Regions from separate parts of the Mus musculus genome. Here regions 1 and 3 are each linked to region 2. The links are chromatin contacts, called in public Hi-C and capture Hi-C maps. All regions are on one chromosome and are shown on one strand. The core of a region is the stretch at or near the end of the contact, and the rest is flanking DNA. Distances in the headings are between cores, read along the strand shown. Region 1 has its middle 150 kb from the start of Gm32622. Region 2 has its middle 110 kb from the start of Slc4a3. Region 3 has its middle 100 kb from the start of Gm32622.

Region 1 (3,842 bases), core at 39-2,538, 130 kb before region 2:
ATGGGCAAGGGTCCCAGGCTCAATAAACAGAACAGCAGCTGAACACCAGTTTTCAGTTTGATCTATTGCCAAACAGTGGGTCCACCATGACCATTGCACTGCCATAATGAACCGTATCCCCTCAAACTGCAAGCCAAAGTAACCTCTTCCTTCTAATGCTGGTTTTGTCAAGCATCTTGTCACAGCAAACGGGAAAAATTAACTAGCATAAGCTTTTGAATATGGAAAGTCTAGGGGCCCAAGAGAAGGCTCGATGGTTAAGAGCACTGGCTGCTCTTCCAGAGGACCTGGGTTCCATTTCCAGCATCTGTATGGCAGCTTACAACTGTAAATTCAATCACATGGGGGCTCTGAGGCTCTCTTCTGGGCCCTGTGGTGGCCAGACATACATCCAGGCAAAACACCCATACATAGAAAAGTAATTAATTGGTTGAGTAATTAGAATTAAATAAATATGTAGGGTCTAGAGATAAAAGGGAGCCAGACAAGCAAAGAGATAGTAGGTGTGGGAAGAAGGGGCATTCTAGGTAAAACAAAACAAAACAAAAACCCTGTGTAAAGCCTGGTGTAGGAGAAAGAGCCATGTGTCCAGTGACCTGAAAGTACCTATGGATTTTCCAACCCAGCAAGAGTTTGAAAAAAAGATTCAAAAAATCCCTAGAGACAGAAGCCAGGATCAGATCTTCCAAGTCCTTGAAGGCCAAGATAAGGTCTAAATTATATCAAATGTGCCGTGAGAAGCTGCTGAAATGGTTTTAGCAATCTCTGCCTAAAGCAAAGATTAAAAAGATACTCTGGGGTCTATGTAGAGAACAGAGTGGAAACGGGTAGGAACCAACCACAGAGCTCCCACTGGGGAGCTCCTGCCATAACCCAGACTGAGATGGCAGTGATACAGACAGAACTAAGTACATAGATGGAGAAGCGTCCCCACTGAGAGGCAGCTAGGGGTATTTTGCTTCTACCCATGTGGAACAGTCAAGTGGTTCTCTGGAAGAAGTCTCCTAATACAAGTGCAAGTGACTCTCCCCTTGAAATGCTTAAATCCAAATAGGCAGAGAGGGGTCCTAAGGACCTATTAATCCTCATTTTAGAAAGCTGTTCATGAGTGTGATCATGGGTGAACACAGGTTGGAAAAAGATCGATTCCTAAAAAAAGCATTGTCCAGCCCTTTGAAAGACTATCCAAGGCCAAATTCTTTCTTTCTCCTCCCAAGCAGTGTACCTACCAGCTGACGCTGTGGATCTCATAGTAAACAAAGTTTATGCCAAAGCACTTGGCACTAGCTGGATCTCTCCATCATTCTTTTCGACCTGTTTCACTGCCAAGTGACATCAGGCCTCTCGCTGGCACCTCAATAGCTGCCTCGCTAACCTTGCTGTGTGAGACACCACATCAAAACCTTGTCATGTTACAATGCTTTCCCCAAAACAAAGCTAAGTCAGGCCGGGCTCTACCAAATGTGTGAGGCATCATTAAATATCATGACAGGATGTGAGCAAAAAAATGTCAGGGGCCTCCGGGATCAAAGAAGTGCAGCATCGTTGAAAAGCAGCTCTTTAACAGGCGGCAGGGCAGGAAGTATCCTTTGTGAAGCTACAACCCTAATGACTTCTCCCTGCTTTGCTCATAAAGGCTGCCTAATTAAGTCGCATACATCTGCACCCCACATTCTGGGCCCCTCAGTGTCTGGGTCCCCTACTGTCAGCTTTACGGCCTTTGAGGTGATAAAAGCCAAGGGAATCTGCTGTTGGGTTGCTGACTGGGTCACTGAGTTGCCAGGATTGGACACAGCACTTCTCCTTAGAGAGAGTGAAACCAGGGGATGGAAGCTAAGCATCGTCCTCAAATGAACCACCGTTGGTTCCATCTTCTTTCAGTCCGGTGGGGAAATCACACTGGGATTGAAGATTAAAAGGGACAGCCCATTTCCATAGAGCTAAAGAGACCCAGACTATATCTCAGTAGTGGGCAGCCCCATAATCCAATTTTTGGCTCAACTAGCAAGACTGGGACTAATTGGATTCCTGGTTTGTCCCACCATCATCCCTGGTGGCAACCAGGACAGCCAAAGTAGCCACCCCATGTCCTAAAGGCCTCCCTTGTCTAGGCCCTGCAAAACACTACTCTCTGATGCACTCATTCTAATAATCCAGGATGTCTTTACTCTGTGATCTAATTTTATGTAAGTCTTTCTCTTCCCAACTTCCCCCAGTGTCACTTACAAGGTTTATCAGTCATCTCTTTGTTGCTCTGACAAAATGCCTGAAGAAACATATTTAAAGGATATATTCCTTTTCCCTCACAGGGAGAGGTCTCAGTCCACAATTGCATGGCACTGCCAGTTTGGACCTGGGGACACATAGCACATCATGGCAGTCGGAGTGCATGATAAAGGAGACCTATTCACATCATGATGAAAATCCAGGAAAGAGGAGCAGCAGACAGGGATCCCAACATCCCTTTCAAAAGTACGCTCCCAGTGGCATAACATTTTCTACTAGGCATCACACCCTAAAACTCCTGACACTTTCTAATAATACCAAAGGCTAAGAATCCAGCCTTTGAGGAACAGTCAGGATCCAAACTACACCATACAGATTTTATTTGGTTTAGTTTGTTTGATAAGGAGAGATGGATGGATAATTGGATAGACAGATGGATAGATTGATTTGTAGTTGGATGGATGGATGGATGGTTAGATGGATAGATAGATAGATAGATAGATAGATAGATAGATAGATAGATAGATAGATAGATAGATAGATAGATAGATTTGTGAATGGATGGATAGATAAATATATGTGTGGATAAATTAAAAAATGGATACTTTAATACTCCAAATCACTGAACATTATTTTAAAATATCAATTCACTACTTTCTAAGTAGCTTAGATGCTGCCTTGATCACATCTGCCTTGTCTGAGCTCAGAAAGAGCCCTCACCTTGGGTTAATTTCAATTATAGGAAACCTTCCTTCAAAGTGCTATGGCAGTGCACATCACATATCCCACTGTCATAAATCTGAACTCTGGCCTTTGGAAACAACACGTGAAAAATCTCACCTTGTAGAGATGCCCTAGCTCATAGAATCCATGCCTTCTGGTCCACTACTACCTTATATAGCTCCCACTCAATGTTTGTCTGCCTGTCTTAAAGGGAAGTGGCCTTTAAGGGTCAATACAGCAGGATGGACATTGCCCCTTCAGAACAGGACAGTTCTGAGTTTAAAGCTTGACTCTGCCTCTCTGGTGTTGTGGCACTTTGGATGGGAAACATGACAACTCTTCTCAGTCCCCTCTGCAAATTAACCTTCCTCACCCCCACTGCTACAGAGACAAAGGAAACAGTGTGGCAGGGGGAGGGGCAAATGCACATAACAAACTGATCTCTAAACAGCCACTGTTATGTGATTCCTATTCTGTGGTGACCAGGCTTGTTCTTCAGGATCTGTGATGACTAGGAGGGTTTACCTACAGAAGACATACCTAAAGCACAAACACCTTGTGGGTTTGAATGAGACAATTCCCCCACAGGTTTGTGTATCTGAACACTTGGTCCACAGATGGTGAAATTATTTGGGAAAGTTATGGAACTTTTAGGAAGTCCAATTTTTGCTGGAGGAAGTACATCAGTGCGAGCAGGTTTTAAAGGTTTATAGTCTCACCCCTACTTCCTTTTCTCTTCCCCACCCCAACCTCTGCTTCCTGTGTGCAGATGAAAATATGACCAGCCATCTTCCTGCTCCTGTGGCCATGCTTTCCTTGCCTGTTGCCATGTCTTTGAGGCTCTAATGGATGTAATCCCACTGGAACCATAAGCCAAAATAAGCCCTTTCTTC
Region 2 (4,111 bases), core at 628-3,127:
AAGACAAGGGAATCAGAGGAAAAAAAAAATCAGTTGGCAAGAAGAAAATAGGAGGTAATACAGAGAACTTTTTAAATCCACTATTTTATGAGAGTTTTTAGAAAGAGCATGCCTCTGCCTTTAAGGAATTATGAATCCCATCGCTGTTTCAGTTGGCCACCGGAAATCTCCTCAAATTATGACACAGATTTATTATTTAATTACAAATGGGTAAGCATTAATTGTGAGTGGGGAAATTCTGAAGGGTAATTGAAGCTTGGATCAGAATGAGGACGAGGTCTCGGTCCTCCTTATGGGGACATGGGGAAGCAGGAAAAAAAAAATCATGACTTTACCCCACACTAGCAGCAATTGGACCAGGTAGAAGAGTTTCCTAAATACATCTGGTAAACCTGAGACGGTGATTAAAGGAGACTATGTCCTCGCATTTCTTCTTGCTCCAAATGTTTTTAAAACCATCAGTTGCCATTTGCTATGGACTTAATTGTGGGCCCACAGTAGTTTGTATACTGCATCCCTAGTCCCCAGTTAGACTTATTTGGATGTCGGGCTTTAGGGAGGTATTAAAGGTTCATGGAGTCCTAGGGCCCTAACCCGTTAGTAGTGTGTCCTTGTAGGAAGAGTTAATAGACACTCCATGGAGAAAGACCCTTCCATGGCCATACAGGGGGGAAAAAAGGCTATCTAGAAGCTGGGAAGAGAGCCCTCACCATAAATTAAGTTTGTGGGGCTTCTCGCCTCCACAGAGAGAATATAAATGCCAGTCACTTAAGCCTCCCAGTGTGCAAAGTCTCTTTATGGCACCCTGAGCAGCTAATGCAACATCTGTGCAAAAGAAATGTTCTGCCCAAGGGATGAGGCTCGCTGAGGCAGTCAACAAACAGGAGTGAACCATCGTCTAGACAATGGTTTTATAGCAGAAGCTGTGATAGCGTCCTCAACAGGATTCTCCCCACAGCAGCTCTAAGCCTCTGCTTCCACAACCTCCCTCCAATGCTGGCACCAACTTAGGTGCGCCCTCCTCAGCCTGAGGAGGAACAGTGCTCAGTACCCAGGCAATGGGTACTGACTGTCTTCTCCCTTGAGTTTGCCTCCGAAGCAGTCGGAGCCGTGCCGTGGAGTCCAGGCTCGGCCTATCAGGGAGTAAAACAATGTCGCCGTGGAGAACCGGAAAACGACAATCGTTCCTGACAAGCACTCCATGAGCGCATGCGGCCTAGGTGCACCTACACCTGGACGGCTTTCTGAGTCCTAAAGGACTGGTAAAGACTGGTGTCTAGGCCAGGGACAATGTCAGGGGACACACACCTTCAGGAGGCCAGAGTTTCACAGTGTGAGGGCGATAAAGGGATGTTAAATAAAACTGGGGAGACAGGAAGGAAAAATAGCTAGGCCAAACGTTAATTTCAGGAGAGGAATCGGATTGAGGCTGAAAGCTGGAATAATCCCCTCAGCTTTTGACTAAACTCTAGCTAGAAGAGCAGAAATCTATACTTGATCATTTAAAAAGAAACAACTTTTGCTTCAAAGCTTTTAAAGAAAGATAAGAAAAAGGAGGAATTTTTTTCCTTCCCTACAAATATTTGCATTTTTTTTTTAATTTGACACTTTTAACGTCAGGCAACAGGGGACTATGGTTTGATTGGTTGGTTGGTTTTGGATACAACCGAGGGTCACAAAGGCAAGAGTACTCATACATCAGCAAACAGGACGAAGTCGTGTGATTTTTTAGTGCCTCAAATACGCCCACCAAGGCTGATGTCTAATTGCCAATGGTCCAACAATCAGTTCACAAAATTCCTGGCTACTTAACCAGTCTCTAGCAAGTACACCAGCTGGCTCCAGCACACTTTTGCAAGGCATTCTGGGTAAGCAGATGGCAGCTGGCCCAGCACAAAACCACAGACCAGAGAAACCAAGGTTTCAGAGGGCGATGTGAGGAAGCCCAATAGATCTTCCTCCCCTGGATGCAGCTCCTCGCAGGCACTACAGGGAGCTACGGACCTAGTCATTAAGCTACCCACCACCTAAGGAAGAGACACATTCCGTTCTTTAGGAAGGGTTGCCTAGACCCCGGCGCACTGTGATGGCGCCACCTGGTGGCCAAAGGAAAAACAGCCACGGAGAATCTCAGATTTCCACCACGTTTTTAAAATTCTGTATGAAATTGGTATTTCAGGAAAGAAAAAGAGTGGGGGAGGGGAATCGAAGGGAGGGACAGAAAAGGACTGGAAGGGGGTGCTACAGGAAGGGAGGGAAGGGGGAAGGAGGAGATGGGATGGAAGAGTTAGAAAAGATCTTAGCTAATCATTGGCAAACCAAAAGCTCAACTTTCCCAGGCACTTCCTAAAAATGCCCACTATGTCCCCCATAAAGAAAGATATTAAAAATGAATTACTGAAATACTTTTAATGATTTGGCCAGACAAACGCTGAGTGGTTTACCTCACTACTAGACAGTTCCATCACTCAGCTGTCGTGACCATCTATAGATACTTATGACTGGCCTATACTTTGGATATTCATGTATAATTCATCTAAATTCATTCTATGGCCCAACCTTCGAAAGAACTGCTAGCATATGCTTTTGTTTCCATAACAAAGCCAAACACAGAAGCCAGGGTAGGGTATGTACCTCTCCAGCTTAACCCTCAGTGCCTGGCACTGGCCTCTCTGCTTGGCCAGGGTTCAATACAGCCTGGTCCTAGTTAGTTCCTGGTTCCTCTGCAGAAACTCTCTCTAAAGGTTCATGCCAGTCACCTGCAGGTATTTATAGAAATCTAAGCTTTGGTTCATAAGTCAGAGAACTGGGCAGAATTGGAGCTGGCACCAGTAAGCATTAGAGTAATAGTTGATGAAACAGATTAATTAAAGAAATGCATTAACATGCATAACCGAGTGGCTCTTATTATATGTATGTGAGTTGTCCAGCTAGAGTAAAACATTTAAACTCTGTGTCTGTCTGTGTGTGTGTGTGCGCGCGCGCGTGCATGTGTGCGTGCATGTGTGTAAGAAAGCAGAGCTCGCCTTGATGATGTGTATTATTTCCACAGCCTCTGGCTGAGCTTCAAGCTCAAAACACCTTTGACTAAACACTCAGAAGCCGGTTACTGGGATCGATAAAGGAGAAAGAGTGACCTCTGCTGGCCAAGTGAGATTTTTTTTTCCCCAGCCTCTGGTCAATTTCCCAACTCTACAATGACATGATGTGTTTACAGAAATGCAGTAATGCCCTCTGCAGAATAAATGATCGGCTAATTTTTTTCTAGACTGGTGATATTTACAATCCCATCAGCAAAAAGGCCATGGCTTGTTTGGCTCAAAAACTCCTTAATGATTTGTAGAAATGAGATTCAATTAGGTTTTTTTATGCTTAATAATTATTCAGTAGAAAAAATAAGAAATGTTTTCATGTGGCAAACAATCATTTATTTTCTTTGCTTCTTGTTTATATGTCATTGATGAAATGAATAATTTGCAATTTATTTTGAAATATAGAAACTAACTAGGGTAATGATAAAACTGTTGCCCCTAAGTATCTCATTAATATCTGTAGTCATTTGATTGCTAAGCCCTCAATTTAGGAACTGAATTGTTATTTTTTGCATTTATTTAGTGTGTGTGTGTGTGTGTGTGTGTGTGTGTGTGTGTGTTCACATTGCTATGGTGTGCTTGTGGAGCACAACTTCCAGGACTCAGTTCTCTCCTTCCTGTGGTGGGCCCAGGATTGAGCCAAGGTCATAAGGCTTGGCAGCAAATGCCTTTACCCACTGAGCCATCTCCCCATCCCTAAAAGTTTTCAATTCTTTCCAATAGTCCCATTTCATAATCCATTGTGCTGTGCAGACTGGGAATGAGTTAGCTCACGCTTGAAGACTCAACAGTGCTCAGAACAAAATCACTTCCACTTCATCCCTGGGTGGCCAGATCTCTCCACAGAGCTTCCGTTGCTTTCGACAAGCAGAAGATGGGGTGCCTCGTGCTACTCTCAGACATTTTCAACTATCAGCTTACCCTGATTACAGAGGTCACTTTGGTCTCTAGTTTGTCCAAATTTAAAACAAAAATACCATATTTCAGGTTTTCCACAGAAATGCTGGGCAAAGTCTCTT
Region 3 (3,816 bases), core at 615-3,114, 180 kb before region 2:
CCGCACAATGTCTGGCAACTAGTATGTGCTCAATAAATGTCAGATCCTCTCCCCCTTACACATCACTGCAACCCCAAGAGCACTTTGCAAAATCTCTTGAATCTTGGAGCTATCCAATAAATGTTGAACACATGAATCAGTGCATATAAACGGGAGTGTTCGGCTGCTTTCCTAAGGTCAATGAGGGCATTTCAGTCGTTTTCATTTTCCTGCCTCCATTTCTGAGTTTGTGGGCCCATAAATATACTCCTGTTCCCTGTCTCTGAAGCTGAAGCAAGGCCATGGTGCTTGGGGGGAGTGGCACTCTGTCATTCAGTCATCAATCCAGAAATGTCAGATACAGCCTTGAGGAACACACTAGACAAAACCATCACAACAGTCAGACCTACCCTGAAGCCAGTTAGCTAATTTCATCTTTGTAAAGAGGTAATTAAAAGAAATTTTAAAACAAATAATATTTAAAAAGAAATAATTAATACTGATTTCTGCGTGCATCTCACCTTTTTTCATGGATTTTTCGAATTCTCATACTTGTACATATATGTATGTATATGTACATATGGCCCTGTATATCATCACGCTTCTGGGCTAACTTAAATCCTCAGTTTGAACTGAATAAGCACAAAGTGACCTCATAGAGTTGAATCTGTGAGTTCTTAGGAGCTGGATAAATTCTAAATATTTCTGAGAGGAAAAGGCAGAAGAGACATGTGTGAAGGAAACAAACTTGTGTAATTTCAATAAACTTGAAAGGTTTTCATGCCCAGTATGTATAAAGTGTGTTGGTGCCGGTTTGTATGTGTGTTTGGGTGCACATATATCTTTGTGTGTGTGTGTGTGTGTGTGTGTGTGTGTGTGTGTGTGTGTGTGTGTGTGTAGAATAGTCTGTGATGTGCCAGCCTGTGAAATTAGCCCTCCTTTTACCCCTTTGGTCTTTGCATTTGAACATAGTAGGAAGCCCCCTAAAGTGCCACAACCCAGCTGGTCACTCCAGAGTCCTTGAGCTGTGTCTTTGGAAGGAGACAGCCTAGCCCTGAGCATTGAGTTACCTTTGTTTATGTTACCAGAAAGAAAAGGCAGCCCCGAGCCCAGGACCCCCCTGGCAGAGGGCTGATTTCACACACATTTTCCCCAGATTCCTATTGGCTTGGCTGGAAACCACATATTAAAACCCACCAATCTTTCCACTTGAGCCTGATGAAAGCCTCAACAGAAACAGCTGCACCTCACATGTGGTTCAAGTTAATATCTTAGCCCGACGGTTTAACTCTAGCAGGCTGGGCTGCTTTCTTAATATTCACAATCTTCTTTTGTTTCACATTAAGAATATGTCTTTCATTACTCGCCAGAGTAGAGGAACGTAGCAAAGTTGGTAGCACTTCATTTTTGAGATGTCTGAAATAATTGTTTGTATTGTGCATTATTCAAGACACTCTGTGCATGAGCAGGCGCAGAAGCAGGGGAAAGTGTTAAACAACCCTAACCTTGCTACGCTGACACGGAATGTTTCCCTATTAAAAAAAAAGCAAAACCGCACACTAATGGCTCAGCCTTCGTGTCTAAATTTCAGAACTCATTGAGTCACGTAACATGATAACTCATTGTTTTCTTCTCTCCAATGGCTCTCTCAAAACCCTTGTGCCTTTTTACGTATAGGAAAGTTTAATCAGCCTGTGGCTAATTTCACATGCTGGCACATCACAGGCTATTTCGACATGCATACACGCACATACACACAAAGATATATATATGCACATCCAAACACACATACAAACCAACACCCACATACTTTATAGACATACTGGGCAGGAGGACCTTTTGAGCTTATTGAAATTACACAAGTCTTTTTCCTCTGGCAAAATGCACATCAAATTCCAGAGGGTTTGCCTCAGCAGTAGCTCTTTGAAGAGTATGACATCACCTAGGAGCATCTCTACTAAATGATGCCATTGGTGATACAATGACGACTCTGGGGGCCTGGGAATATTCTGCCGGTTTTTGTTTGTCCTGACCCATCTCTTTAAAAAGTCGAAACTGGAAAGACTTCAACAAACTGCTGTGTACTCATGAGTCATTAAAGGTATACCTACATTTTTTATCTTTCTAGTGTTTTATTTCTGTGTTTCAGCCCTGAAGAAAAGGAGAGTTATTGCCAATGTTTTGTGAGCTTTTAATATTTTGCAAGGTATGCATATGATCTAACTTAAGCCTCACAACAAAGTCTACCATAAGGTACTGTTATTATCCCTATTTGTAGGAAAAGCTGAAGTAAACGGAAATTGAATAGCTTGACATGATGGTGTTGCTAAAAAGTTATTGGGGGCAGAGACCACCAGGTGACCTCAATATCTTGTGTTTGATTCTTCTCTACTCAAAGAACTAGAGAAATCAGAATTGTATTGTCTGCTATTGATCAAGTATGCAGCCATACAATGAAGACTATGTAGGAGGCAGAATTCTAAGATGGTCCCCAGGACTCCTATCATCTGGCATTCATGCACTATAGATTTCCTTCCCTTGAAAATAGGTGAAACTTATGAATACAATTCGAAGCTTTCTCCCTTGATTTGGTTACATTATATGACACCATGAAAGGTGGTTTTTATAGACTTGATTGGAATCTCAAATCAGTTGACGCTGAGCCAATCCAAAGAGAGATTACTTTGGATGGGGATTTGGCCTAAATTTTGTGATGTGAGCTCTTTAAAAGGACTGGGGCCATTGAGGAAGAAAGAGTCAATGCCATAGAGGTGTCACTGCTGACCTGGAAAAGGAAGAGCCAAGTGGTAGCATTAGCTTCAACCTCTAGAAGCTGAAAATGGATTCTAGCCCGCAGTCTGAGAAGGAGGGACTTCAGTCCTATCCCTACACAGAACTGAGCCTGTCTCCAACCAGAGCGATTCAGATGAGGTGATAGAAATTACCAACACTTGGCTTTCTACTTGGAGACACTGTGAGCCAAGGACTCAGCCAACTCTGCCAGTACTTGTGACCTCCAGAAACTACAACATAATAAAAGTCTTTTGCTGATTTTTATTGCAATAGAAAATTATTACAAATTACACTTTCCAAACTCCTCTGTAGCTGTTGGGTACAACACATGGCTATTGCCATGGGACTAAGTTCTAGAGAGTGGAATTTAGCTGGAAATGTGAGCATCCCCCCTCCCATGCTCACCCACACACACTCCTTTCTTCTCGTTTCCTTCTGGTTGAGTGTGGGTACCATGATGAACCAGCCATCATGAAACATGAAGATGAAAATAGCAGTCTGAAGAAGGGGGAGGTTGGATCCCTACCTTGTTGCTCTTGAACTACTGATATCCATACTGCTATGTGAATGAAAAACAAACTCTGGCCTTCCTTATCAAAGACTTCGTTATTTGGCATGTGTTATGGAAACTGAGCATCTGTACCTCATTGGCAGAGTTTACCTGAACCTAACAACTGACTCCGGAGTCGATTCCCACAGAATTCTCATCACCCTGCCCCCCTGGTACCATAGTGCATCATGACAAAATGTGAGACAAATGCTATTAAAGCTAGATACAGTGTGACTGGTCAGCCAACTTAGGCAAGTGGGCAGAGAAGGGCGTTCAAATCACCCTGAGCGATGAGGACTCGCTGCAAGGATTCATGGGTAAAATGGATGTCACAGAAAGTTTCCTCAAGTTTATACCCCAATTCTAAAACACAGTACTGTGAATAGTTGTTCAGCATAAATGCCTTGAGAATACTTAGGAGATTAGGAAAGTACACACTGGGGGGGGGGGGGGGTCTGTAAAGATGTTTCCAGAAACAATTACAGTGGGATGAT

The links. Hi-C and Micro-C count contacts between places; a contact is called where the count stands out from the background. Capture Hi-C pulls out chosen DNA fragments and counts their contacts.
Region 1: a capture Hi-C map of embryonic tail shows a contact between it and region 2, with 2.6 times the contacts expected there. The contact joins two enhancer-like sites. A contact is called at or near these places in 2 of 15 datasets of contacts at CTCF or cohesin (both in embryonic stem cells), 21 of 484 Hi-C or Micro-C datasets (the HL-1 cell line, embryonic fibroblasts, embryonic limb bud and 6 more), 1 of 115 datasets of contacts at active chromatin or transcription factors (embryonic stem cells) and 1 of 9 other capture datasets (embryonic tail).
Region 3: a contact with region 2 is called in a Hi-C map of cranial neural crest, with 5 times the contacts expected there. The contact joins two enhancer-like sites. A contact is called at or near these places in 3 of 484 Hi-C or Micro-C datasets (cranial neural crest, extraembryonic endoderm stem cells and nephron progenitors), 1 of 115 datasets of contacts at active chromatin or transcription factors (embryonic basal ganglia) and 2 of 9 other capture datasets (embryonic stem cells and embryonic tail).

The regions. Positions count from the first base shown.
Region 1 is chr1:75,784,152-75,787,993 of GRCm38.p6, reverse strand. No RefSeq gene overlaps it. Among named protein-coding and RNA genes, the nearest start is that of Gm32622, 150 kb to the left of the region's middle. RefSeq lists an enhancer at 549-3,626. Within about 2 kb of position 1,288, at least 14 of the 459 cell types and tissues checked have an H3K27ac peak or open chromatin away from gene starts, as enhancers often do. A contact at or near this core is called in embryonic tail, where this site is marked.
Region 2 is chr1:75,651,732-75,655,842 of GRCm38.p6, reverse strand. No RefSeq gene overlaps it. Among named protein-coding and RNA genes, the nearest start is that of Slc4a3, 110 kb to the right of the region's middle. Within about 2 kb of position 1,877, at least 60 of the 459 cell types and tissues checked have an H3K27ac peak or open chromatin away from gene starts, as enhancers often do. A contact at or near this core is called in embryonic tail, where this site is marked.
Region 3 is chr1:75,830,964-75,834,779 of GRCm38.p6, reverse strand. No RefSeq gene overlaps it. Among named protein-coding and RNA genes, the nearest start is that of Gm32622, 100 kb to the left of the region's middle. Within about 2 kb of position 1,864, at least 24 of the 459 cell types and tissues checked have an H3K27ac peak or open chromatin away from gene starts, as enhancers often do.